3 separate regions of the Mus musculus genome follow, and regions 1 and 3 are each linked to region 2. A link is a contact called in public promoter capture Hi-C data. All regions are on one chromosome and are shown on one strand. Each heading gives the region's core, a stretch centred on a gene start, on an enhancer-like site or on the middle of the called end of the contact. The rest is flanking DNA. Distances are from core to core; before and after follow the strand shown.

Region 1 (3,253 bases), core at 251-2,750, 98 kb before region 2:
TAATCGGTCCACTTGTCAAACGCTTCAGTGCTGTGCCACATCTGAGCTTTAACATTTTTATTGTGTTTTTGGATGTTTGCCTGCATCTTGTGGTGCTTGTAGAGGTCAGAAGAGAGGACGGGACAGGAGTCACAGTCTTGTGAGCTGCCATGTGGGTGCTCGGAACTAAACCCGGGTCCCTGCACGAGCAGCCGGTCCCTCGTGTGGACAAACAGCCCACAGGTCTTCACGCTGATCTCTACTTTTCTGGATGTCTGACACTTTCACTTAGAAACGTTTTAAACAGAACCTAATGGCTCCTCGGCAGTTCAGTGGTTGTTTGCACGGTGTGTGTGTGTGTGTGTGTGTGTGTGTGTGTGTGTGAGTGTGTGTGTGTGTGTGTATGTGTGTGTGTGTGTGTGTGTGTGTGTATGTGTGTGTGTGTGTATGTGTGTGTGTGTGTGTGTATGTGTGTGTGTGTGTGTGTGTATGTGTGTGTGTGTGTATGTGTGTGTGTGTGTGTGTGTGTGTGTGTGTGTGTATGTGTGTGTGTGTGTGTGTATGTGTGTGTGTGTGTGTGTGTGTGTGTGTGTGTGTGGCATTTGGGAGTACAGAGTGCTGGATTCAGGTCTGTTGTCCCAGCACTCAGGGAACAATCACGAGCTCCGATAACATTCCCAGATCAACAGGAAGAGCACAAAGAGACCATGTCTCAAAAAGTGAACCATCAAGCAACATTATCACAACACACAAAAACACCCCCTGACCCAAACTGCCTTCATCCGGCTTTACAAACCGGTCCTCACACTATGGTTGCCGTGTCAGTCAACGCGTTTAAGTCGGGAGCCAAACTATCAAACGCAGATGTCGGATCTGGTGCTGATAATCAATACAAGGAGCAGACGCAAACCTCTTTTCACGTCAGCGTGACTCTGAGGCCATCCGGTCTCTCTCCGCGTGTGAAAGAGCGCCCGTGACGGCGACAGATACAATGGACAGTGAAGCGTTTCCACGTGTTTCTGTTCTGAGCCGACTCCTCCACGCGTGCTGTTCTGAGGTCCGTGGGATCGAGTAAGTTTTAGATTAAAAAGAATGGATTTCTACGATGTCGACTGTTAAACTGCACAGGAGGCCTCAGCTCTCCACCCGCCCACCGGCTCCCCGCTTCGCTTCGGGTTGGAAAAAGCGCAGAGCCGAGAAGAGCGGCGTCGACGGGGTCGGAGGGCGAGAGAGGGAGGGCAGGGGAGGGAGGGAGGGAGGGAGGGAGGGAGGGAGGGAGGGAGGGAGGGAGGGGTGAGGCTCTGAGAGGTTTCGAGTCCACCCTGAGCCCGCAGCCCCGGCCCGGGACTCGATCCTCCGCCTCGCCCGGCTCCGGCTCCCTCTGGACGCAGCGCGGTCCGGCCGTCCCTCCCCGCCCGGCGAGCCGCGGCTCGGCTCCACCCGGCGCGCCTCGCGGTAGGCGGGCGGACGACGGCGCCCCGCCCCTCGGCCGCACCATAGAGACGCGCGCGCCGCCGGCCAGAGCGGCCGAGTCCTCCGGGTCCCCGCGGACGCCGGGATGCGGGTCGCTCGCTGGATGAGCCTGAGCCGGTGGCCGCCCTGAGCTCTGCACGCCCTCAGAGCCCTCAGAGCCGGACGGAAACGTGGAAAACGTCCCGTCGGTGTCTGTGCTCATCGAGTCACCCCGCTCACCACGATGCTCACCTGTGGCGGCCGGGATGGAGAAGCCCCTCGCCGGCTGCAGGGCACACCGTGGGTCGGGGGCTCGACGGCTCAGACGTTCCTAACGTCCTGCAGTGGACGCCACAGGGCAGACGATGCAGGATCGCGCGACCTGTCAGACCAGACGCACCGCAGCGCTTCACCGCCCCCTTGGGGATTTCTCAAGGCTTTGCTACTCACCGGCGGGGGCGACACGGGCGATGGGAGGCGGCTGATCTCAGGACATCGAGGGCAAAGCAAGAAGGCTCAGCGGTTAAGAACACTGACTGCTCTTCATACAATGCATCCTGAATCCTTGTGTTGGGCTCGGCTACAGAATCGCTTCAGATGAACTATTCCAGCAGAGGGCCACAGTCATCCCCCTGCCTCACACAGTCACACAGCCACATCCCCCTGCCCCACACTCAATCAGCATCATCCCCCTGTGTCAGCGGGGGGATGTTAAGAACACTGACTGCTCTTCATACAATGCATCCTGAATCCTTGTGTTGGGCTCGGCTACAGAATCGCTTCAGATGAACTATTCCAGCAGAGGGCCACAGTCATCCCCCTGCGTCAGAAAATCACTCACAGAATCGCTTCAGATGAACTATTCCAGCAGAGGAGCTCCTTTACTGAAGGGCACTGACCAAGTGGAAATATGCTGGACACATAGTGATATATCTCAACTAGGAGAGGCTAACTTTAGTGAGGTAGTTGGGACGATCATAGATGGACTGGCCCAAGTTCAAGGCTGGATCATGACAAGAACTGTTGTGGACCAACCCTCAAGGGGAGGAAGACTCTTCAGGGGGGTTTAAACACCCCCCACCCTCCTGAGACCCGGCTTTCCTGCTTCCGGAGTTCCTGCTCTGGTTTTGGGGGGTCTTTTTCTCTGAGCCTCTGCCTCATGTGTTTCCTCACCCCCAGTAAACACTTTTCTTCAACTGCCGGGTCTGTCTGTGGCATGAGATTGCTCTGCTGCCCTTTGTGGGCTTCAGAGTTCCTGCGTATGAACAGAGAAAAACAAACCGGATCTGGACACCTAGCCTATATCATTTAGGTTGCAACAGGGTTGCTTTGGTCACTTTTCTTTTTTGATATACAGCTTTGCTTTTTATAGTTTGGATAGGGGAGGAAATGATGCCTCTTTTTTTTTTTTTTTTTTTTGGTTTTTCGAGACAGGGTTTTTCTGTGTAGCCCTGACTGTCCTCGAACTCAGAAATTCGTCTGCCTCTGCCTCCCAAGTGCTGGGATTAAAGGTGTGCACCACCACGCCCGGCTGACCCCTCTTTTTAAGAGGAGCCAGCGGTAGGTTCAAAACCCTCTGGGTATTTTTTAAATTACTTTTTATTTTTGTGAGATAATATTTCTCCTTTCTCTTTCCTCCCTCCAAGCCCTCTCATAAAAGCCCAGGAGGCCTCAACCCTAATCTTCCCTGGAGAAGAGTACACCAACTGTTTCTCCAAAACTACATAACCTGCCATCACACTTACGAGGAACAAAGGCTGAGCAGGTTGTATTTATTTAGGAATATATATTAATTTATGTATGTAACAACAATTAGTGTGTT
Region 2 (3,151 bases), core at 361-2,860:
GGAAGAAAACCCCAATATAAATAAACCCTTTTCATAGAGTCTTGTATGAACTGGTAGTCTCTTAGGTTTTTATGTTTTCAGTCCATCAGTGTCTGTGTGTGTGCATGAGTGAGTATGGGCAAGCATATCTGGTGGTCAGACAGCTTTCAGGAGTAGGTTCTTCTGTCTTACTGGGGAGGGGGTCTCTTGTGGTACTGAGCTTTGTCCCCTAGGCTAGCTGCTTCTGTCACCTTCCAGGTGATTCTCCAGTCTTCAGCTCCCAGCTTCACACCACACCCAAGCACTGCCAAGGCAGTGCTAGGATTACAAATTAGTGCCTCCATGCAGACTTGCAAATGTGGGTTCCTGGGATCGAACTGTCTGGCAGGCTTGCGCGGCATGCCCTTTTACCCATTGAGCCATCTCACTGGCCCAAGTTTTCTGTTTTAGATATAACATTTAAAACATGCCGCGTATCAAATGTGCCAAAGAATCTACTTTGTGTTTCAGCTGTTCACCCTGCTCATATGGGTTGCCATTATATTAAAGGTAAAACAAGTTCACATAACTGGTGGGGCTGTCAAGATAGCTCCACCGACAAAGCACTCAGTGCACAAGCTTGAGGACCCAGGTTTGAGCCCCAGCACCCACATAAAAAGCCAGATGAGTGGGCACAAGTTTGTAACCCTGTCTTCAAAAAAACAACAACAAAAAAGAAGGTTCAAGACTCCCAAGGAACAACACCCGAGGTTGGCTTCTGATTGCCACAGGTTCTGTCCTCTGATGTATGTGCTCCCACATGAACATACACCAGCACACATACAAGGAGTAAGTGAACAGAAACACACTTAGTTATCCTCAGTATAAGGTAGCAGATGGTTTGCTAAGATCAGCTGAGATCATTTCTTGTGGTATAAAATCTGTGCGGGGTGGGGTGGGGGGGCACAAAAAGAAATTGTTGCCATGTTTAGTGGCTGGAAGAGTGACTGTTACACAAGGTGGAGCTTAACATGTACCATGCAGAGTTCTATGAGTGCTCTTGATTCTGTCACATAAGATGCATGTAATTGGGAGGATGTCAAAATCAGCTCTGTATCAGTGTTTTTAGCTGCAGAATCGTTTGGGCAAACAGAATGTTTCAAGACAATATAAGTAGGTTCCATTAGCGCCACGGACGGCAGGTTGCACTCAGATGGGGCGGAGTGTTTAGAAACACCACTTGAAAAAAAAAATATTTTTTCTGTTCCACTATGACTAACTTAAAGTCACAACAGTGATGGTAGTGTGTTTTTGATTAAGTTACAGTAATGACAGTGATGATAGAGTTTTTCTATATTGTTTTATTAAGTATTACAACTACGAGGGAGAGGTTTTGCTGAAAGCCAGCACGTGAGTCTTAGAATCAAATAGTTGTGTTTAACTAGGTAAAGATAATATGGAAATAAGATTAGTATAGTGGGCCCCAGACATCCTATTAAAGAAATGATTTGGCTCGCTGTTAGTTTTCATTGGATAGCTTGTTTCTGTAGTTAAACCATATTTACTGAGCATTTGCCATGGGACAAGAACCACACTGAATATTTCACCCGTGTTGACTTTGTTCTTTCAATAGCTTTCAGAGCTTGACACACCCCTTGGCTCTTGTTTTAGAGATGAGGAGAGCAAGGGTTAACTTGCTCAGATCTGATCGTTTGGTCTGTCTCAGGAGCCCAAGTTTTCAGCCACTCCTGATCACAGGTAGTGATTTTTTCCCCTCTGAGACTGAAATATTACATACAATGTTACAACTAATATAGATACACCTCTCCTAGTATAATGTAAGTACTACATAGTCACCAAAGAACATTTGAACAGCACGGTTTGAAGATAGGGAGCCTTGACACCCGAAGACAGGCGCTGATGGCATTCGGTGTCTGTACTTTTTAAACTATCTCGGCTAGTCTGCAGCATTTGTTAGGAAGCGGCTGGGTAACTCTTTGGGTGAGAGTCTTCCTCCGCAGGAATGCTGCCCAGGGCAGATTTCTCGCTCTGCTGCTGACTAGCCTAGTGCTAGCAGGCAAGTCGCCCTTTCACCTTTGTGTCTGTGTTTATGAAACAAATGTAGCAATTGTACTCATTCAGAGGGCGACTGTAAAGGTCGGAGGGGTAAGTATATAAACAGTGCTCAGAAGTAACCTCGCTGTGGGAGCTTCTGCAGTTATGTAACTGACAGGTTGTAGTAATGTATGGTCCTCCACCTTTTATTTTATAGAGCTGTCTTTTTTTTTTTTTTTTTTTTTTTCCAGTTATAAGGCTGTTGTTTTAGCAGCGAATCATTTTGGGAGGTTTTTCACTGGGCAGATCACAGCTGCTGGAAAAGTTCCCCCTGCGAAGGTATGTATAACTTCCAGTGTTTTTCATACACACACACACTCACACACACACACACACACACACACACACACACACACACACACACCACACACACGTTTGTTTGTTTGTTTGTTTATTTATTTATTTATTCATTATGTATACAAGTGTTCTGTACTGGATGTATGCATACCTGCCAGAAGAGGGCACCAAATCCCACTATAGATGATTATGATCCACCACTTGGTTGGTTGCTAGGAATTGAACTCAGGACCTCTGGAAGAGCAGTCAGCGCTGTTAACCTCTGAGCCATCTCTCCAGCCCCACTTTCAGTGTTTCTTAATGAGACAAGTTGAAGGTGACATAAAATATGGTTACTTTCAAATGTCTTGCTGTGTGTTAGCCTCGCTGATGTTACTGTTGTACTTAGAAATTTAAAGTGAAACTTTAGAGCTGAACATTGAATATTGCTTGAAAAAAAAAAAAAGAAATTCTGGCATTTTTGTTTGTTTGTTTTAAAAGTTTAGTCTTTTTTCTTTTGCCTTTTCAGTTTCTGACTTATTTGAATTCTTAAGTGGATTTTGTCTAGATTGACCTGTGGGTCAATTTACTATTACTTTTTGAAGAACTTCAAGATATTATTCAGTAAGTCTGTGTTTCCTGATTACTGCAGACCCATAGTTTGTAGAAAACACTTCTTTGATTTCTTCCCTCTTGTCAGCTGAGGAGGGGAGGGACATCAAGAGAACAGGAAATAATGGGAGGTGGTACAATCAAGGCACAGCGGAAGGGAGCTGCCTCCTGAATCCCGATTGGGAATAGA
Region 3 (2,938 bases), core at 266-2,765, 73 kb before region 2:
CCATAGAGAAACAGAATCTGATTAAACTATAACAAAAGCACTCCCACCAAAAGCAGATTTCTGCAGCATCCCCTAAATCCATTCTTTAGCTGGAGCCCATTAATCCTAGTTATTTGCACACAGAATTAGATCAATAGTCCTACACTACAGCCTGCAGAGGCCACACAGGCTAGCCCACCACTTTCTCCAAATGTCACTTCCTAATTCCCTTGTTCTGATCATTTTAATCACACTGGCTTTGTAGAGATTGCTCTTGAAAGAAGGTGTTTCTCATCTCAGGAACTTTGCCCTGCTCTCTCTGTCTAGCTTGTCGTCTCCTTGCTTATCATATCACAAACTCTTCATCAGAACTCACATCTCAACACAAATACCACTTGCACCAAGGCCCAACTTTATCACCTAAGCTAAACTACTCCATCCATAATTGCTATCCTAACATATCTTTTGTCCTCATAGACTTTATCAGTACCTCCCACCAGGATAGAAACTCAGACAAAACAGATCTCTCCTGTCTTATTTACAAATGTATCACTGGGACCTCAAATAGTACTAGGCAAAGAAAGCTGTTGGACAAATAAACTTTCATCAAATACAGAAAGAATAAATATTTAAATTCTTCCCCTTGAGTTCACGATATGCGTTGATGACACCACTGTCATCACGATGCTTTCTGCCTGTAACTAGCTTTCTATTGCTTTTTAAAATCTCGCTTGAATTTGGCCCTTTATCTCCTTTTGTTGGAAGCTGAACTCTTATTTACTACAACTATCTTTCTCCCATTTCGTCTGTCTTCAGTGCATCTCTATATTGCCGTCACGGGTTAACTTCCCACAGGTAAGACCACAGTAACTGCTTTACGTCACTTGTTTAAATCCTTGCAACGCCAATAAGCAAACACCGTGATTACAGACGAAGAGACGTATGTGCACACACGCATAGCTCTACCTGGTATTTTAAGAGCAAATTGGTGCTTTGCATCGTTTTATTCACGTTTGCACTCTCACCATTCAACACGTTAGGTCTGGGGGATAACGAACCGAAAACCCTCCTCTGCATGTTGAAGGCTCGTTTTTTTTTTCAAAACAAACCCGGGGAAAGAGAAGGGGGCGGGAAAACACCCTCAGCAAGACCACCGCCAAACTTGCAACACTCACCGGCGGCTGTGGGCTGCGAAGTTGTTCTGCACCTGGAAGGGAGGGCAACCTCGGCCTCCGACCGACCTCTATTTTGCTCAAGTGGCACGAACTGTGCTGTTTGCGTAGCGCTTCTCCACGGTTCCTTCCGTAATGTATTAACTACCGAGAAGCATTTCTTGAGGAAGAAAAATAATCACATCTACGGAAAAACACGGATACAAGAAGTGTTTCGGTTGAAACACCGGTCCAGTCCTCTGGGGCAGCATCGGCGACGCGAGGAACAAAACACAAACAAACAAAACACAAACAAACAAAACACAAAGCGAGGCAGCAGTTGGAGCCTCCCGCACCGAGAGGAAGGGGCGGTCTCCGGAAAAGCGAAGCCGGAAGTCCCGCCTCTTCCATTGCAAAGAGCAGTTCCGGAAAAGACCGGTTTTCCGGGTTGGACTCTGGTCTCCACGTATCGGGTGCTCAGTGTCGGCACGGAAGCGCCGAGTTTCCGTGGGGATTAGGGTTATAGACCAGTTTTACCAGGCGACACTGTCACAGGATAGGTGTTAGCGGAGCTTTAAAATTCTTTAAAAGTAATCGAAGACAAAGACCACTTGTTTTAAGAGGTGCCAGAAAATGTCTTCTAATTCTTAATCTATTGCCATTAGACATGCGTACGACGTCAGCAAAATACGCTGCGGATTAGCCCAATTCACTGGGGTCAGGATGGGGATTGGAGAATGACTGGGGGGACAAAATATTCTATTAGTTATGAGTGTTCCTAAACTAAAAAACACAGCGATCTATGAGAGAATAGAGTCTGAGAAAATACTTCCACTAAAATCTGAGGTTTGAGTTTTTTTGGGTTTTGTTTTGTTTAGTTTGTTTTTGAAACAGGGTCTGTGTAAACCTGGCTGTCTTGGAACTCGCTCTGTAGACCCAGCTGACCTCGAACTCAGAGATCTGTCTGCCTCTACCTCCCTAGTGCTGGGATTAAAGATGTGCTTCACCATCTTCCTGGCTTTGCCCTGCCTAAAAATAGTATTGCATCCAGATTATAGACTGTCCACAAGACACTCTTGGTAGTAAAGCAGACCTCTTTGTGCTGCCTATTGCCCTCAGTATGAGGGTGAGCTCAGAGCAAGGGGGGGGGGGCAGATCTCTCCACAAGGACATTATCCATATGGCCAGAGCTCCAAATCTGGAGTTTTAAATAGGTACTTGCTAAGTACAAGCAAAGGTCAAGGCTCTGTTACAACTCCAAGCAGTCCAAGGGAAAGATGATGTCTCTTTAAGGGGTTGAAGCATGATCAGGGAGGAAGGAGGCCTGAGGTAGTATGGCCAGGTCATTATGGATGGAGCCAGACTCGAAGAAATTTGCTGATTCTAAATTTAAAAATCTCCAGGCAACTTTTTCTTAAAAAACAAACTAACAAAAAAGCTTTATTAGGAATATTTGTTTAGTGCAAGAGCTTTAAGCAAAGCTATCAGTAAGGGATTGGGAAAACAGGATCTAACTCTTCAATTAGCCATCACTTGAAAATATACTGATACAAAGAATGATCTTAAGTAAAGACATCCTTGGACAGATAACAGTCTTCCTTCCTTCCTTTCTTTTTTCTTTTCTTTTCCTTCCTTCCTTCCTTCCTTTCTTTCTCTTTCTTTCTTTTTTTGAGACAGGGTTTCTCTGTGTAGCCCTGGTTGTCCTGGAACTCACTTTGTAGACCAGGCTGGCCTCGAACTCAGAAATCCGCCTGCCTCTGCCTCCCGAGTGCTGGGGCTAAAGGCATGCGCCACCACCGCCCAACCAC

What was found. Promoter capture Hi-C pulls out the DNA fragments that hold promoters and counts their contacts.
Region 1: a promoter capture Hi-C map of liver shows a contact between it and region 2, with 3 times the contacts expected there. The contact joins the promoter of 3110070M22Rik here to the enhancer-like site in region 2. A contact is called at or near these places in 9 of 39 promoter capture datasets (the C10 cell line, the HPC-7 cell line, embryonic stem cells and 4 more), 1 of 484 Hi-C or Micro-C datasets (nephron progenitors), 2 of 115 datasets of contacts at active chromatin or transcription factors (the SCID.adh cell line and embryonic stem cells) and 2 of 9 other capture datasets (adipose tissue and liver).
Region 3: a contact with region 2 is called in a promoter capture Hi-C map of trophoblast stem cells, with 2.7 times the contacts expected there. The contact joins the promoter of 4833420G17Rik here to the enhancer-like site in region 2. A contact is called at or near these places in 2 of 39 promoter capture datasets (macrophages and trophoblast stem cells), 16 of 484 Hi-C or Micro-C datasets (the AML12 cell line, B cells, embryonic stem cells and 8 more), 4 of 115 datasets of contacts at active chromatin or transcription factors (the SCID.adh cell line, embryonic stem cells, hepatocytes and 1 more) and 3 of 9 other capture datasets (adipose tissue, liver and pancreatic islet).

Annotation. Positions count from the first base shown.
Region 1 is chr13:119,486,631-119,489,883 of GRCm38.p6, reverse strand. It overlaps 3110070M22Rik (RIKEN cDNA 3110070M22 gene), which reads left to right and starts at 1,500. Exons shown (of 1, transcript NR_027974.1): 1 at 1,500-2,627. Tmem267 (transmembrane protein 267) reads right to left here and starts at 1,411. Exons shown (of 3, transcript NM_001177666.2): 1 at 890-1,411.
Region 2 is chr13:119,388,395-119,391,545 of GRCm38.p6, reverse strand. It overlaps Nnt (nicotinamide nucleotide transhydrogenase), which reads left to right. Exons shown (of 17, transcript NM_001308506.1): 5 at 2,265-2,352. Among named protein-coding and RNA genes, the nearest start is that of Nnt, 19 kb to the left of the region's middle. Within about 2 kb of position 1,610, at least 8 of the 459 cell types and tissues checked have an H3K27ac peak or open chromatin away from gene starts, as enhancers often do. A contact at or near this core is called in hepatocytes, liver and trophoblast stem cells, where this site is marked.
Region 3 is chr13:119,461,336-119,464,273 of GRCm38.p6, reverse strand. 4833420G17Rik (RIKEN cDNA 4833420G17 gene) reads right to left here and starts at 1,515. Exons shown (of 13, transcript NM_001113550.1): 1 at 1,155-1,515.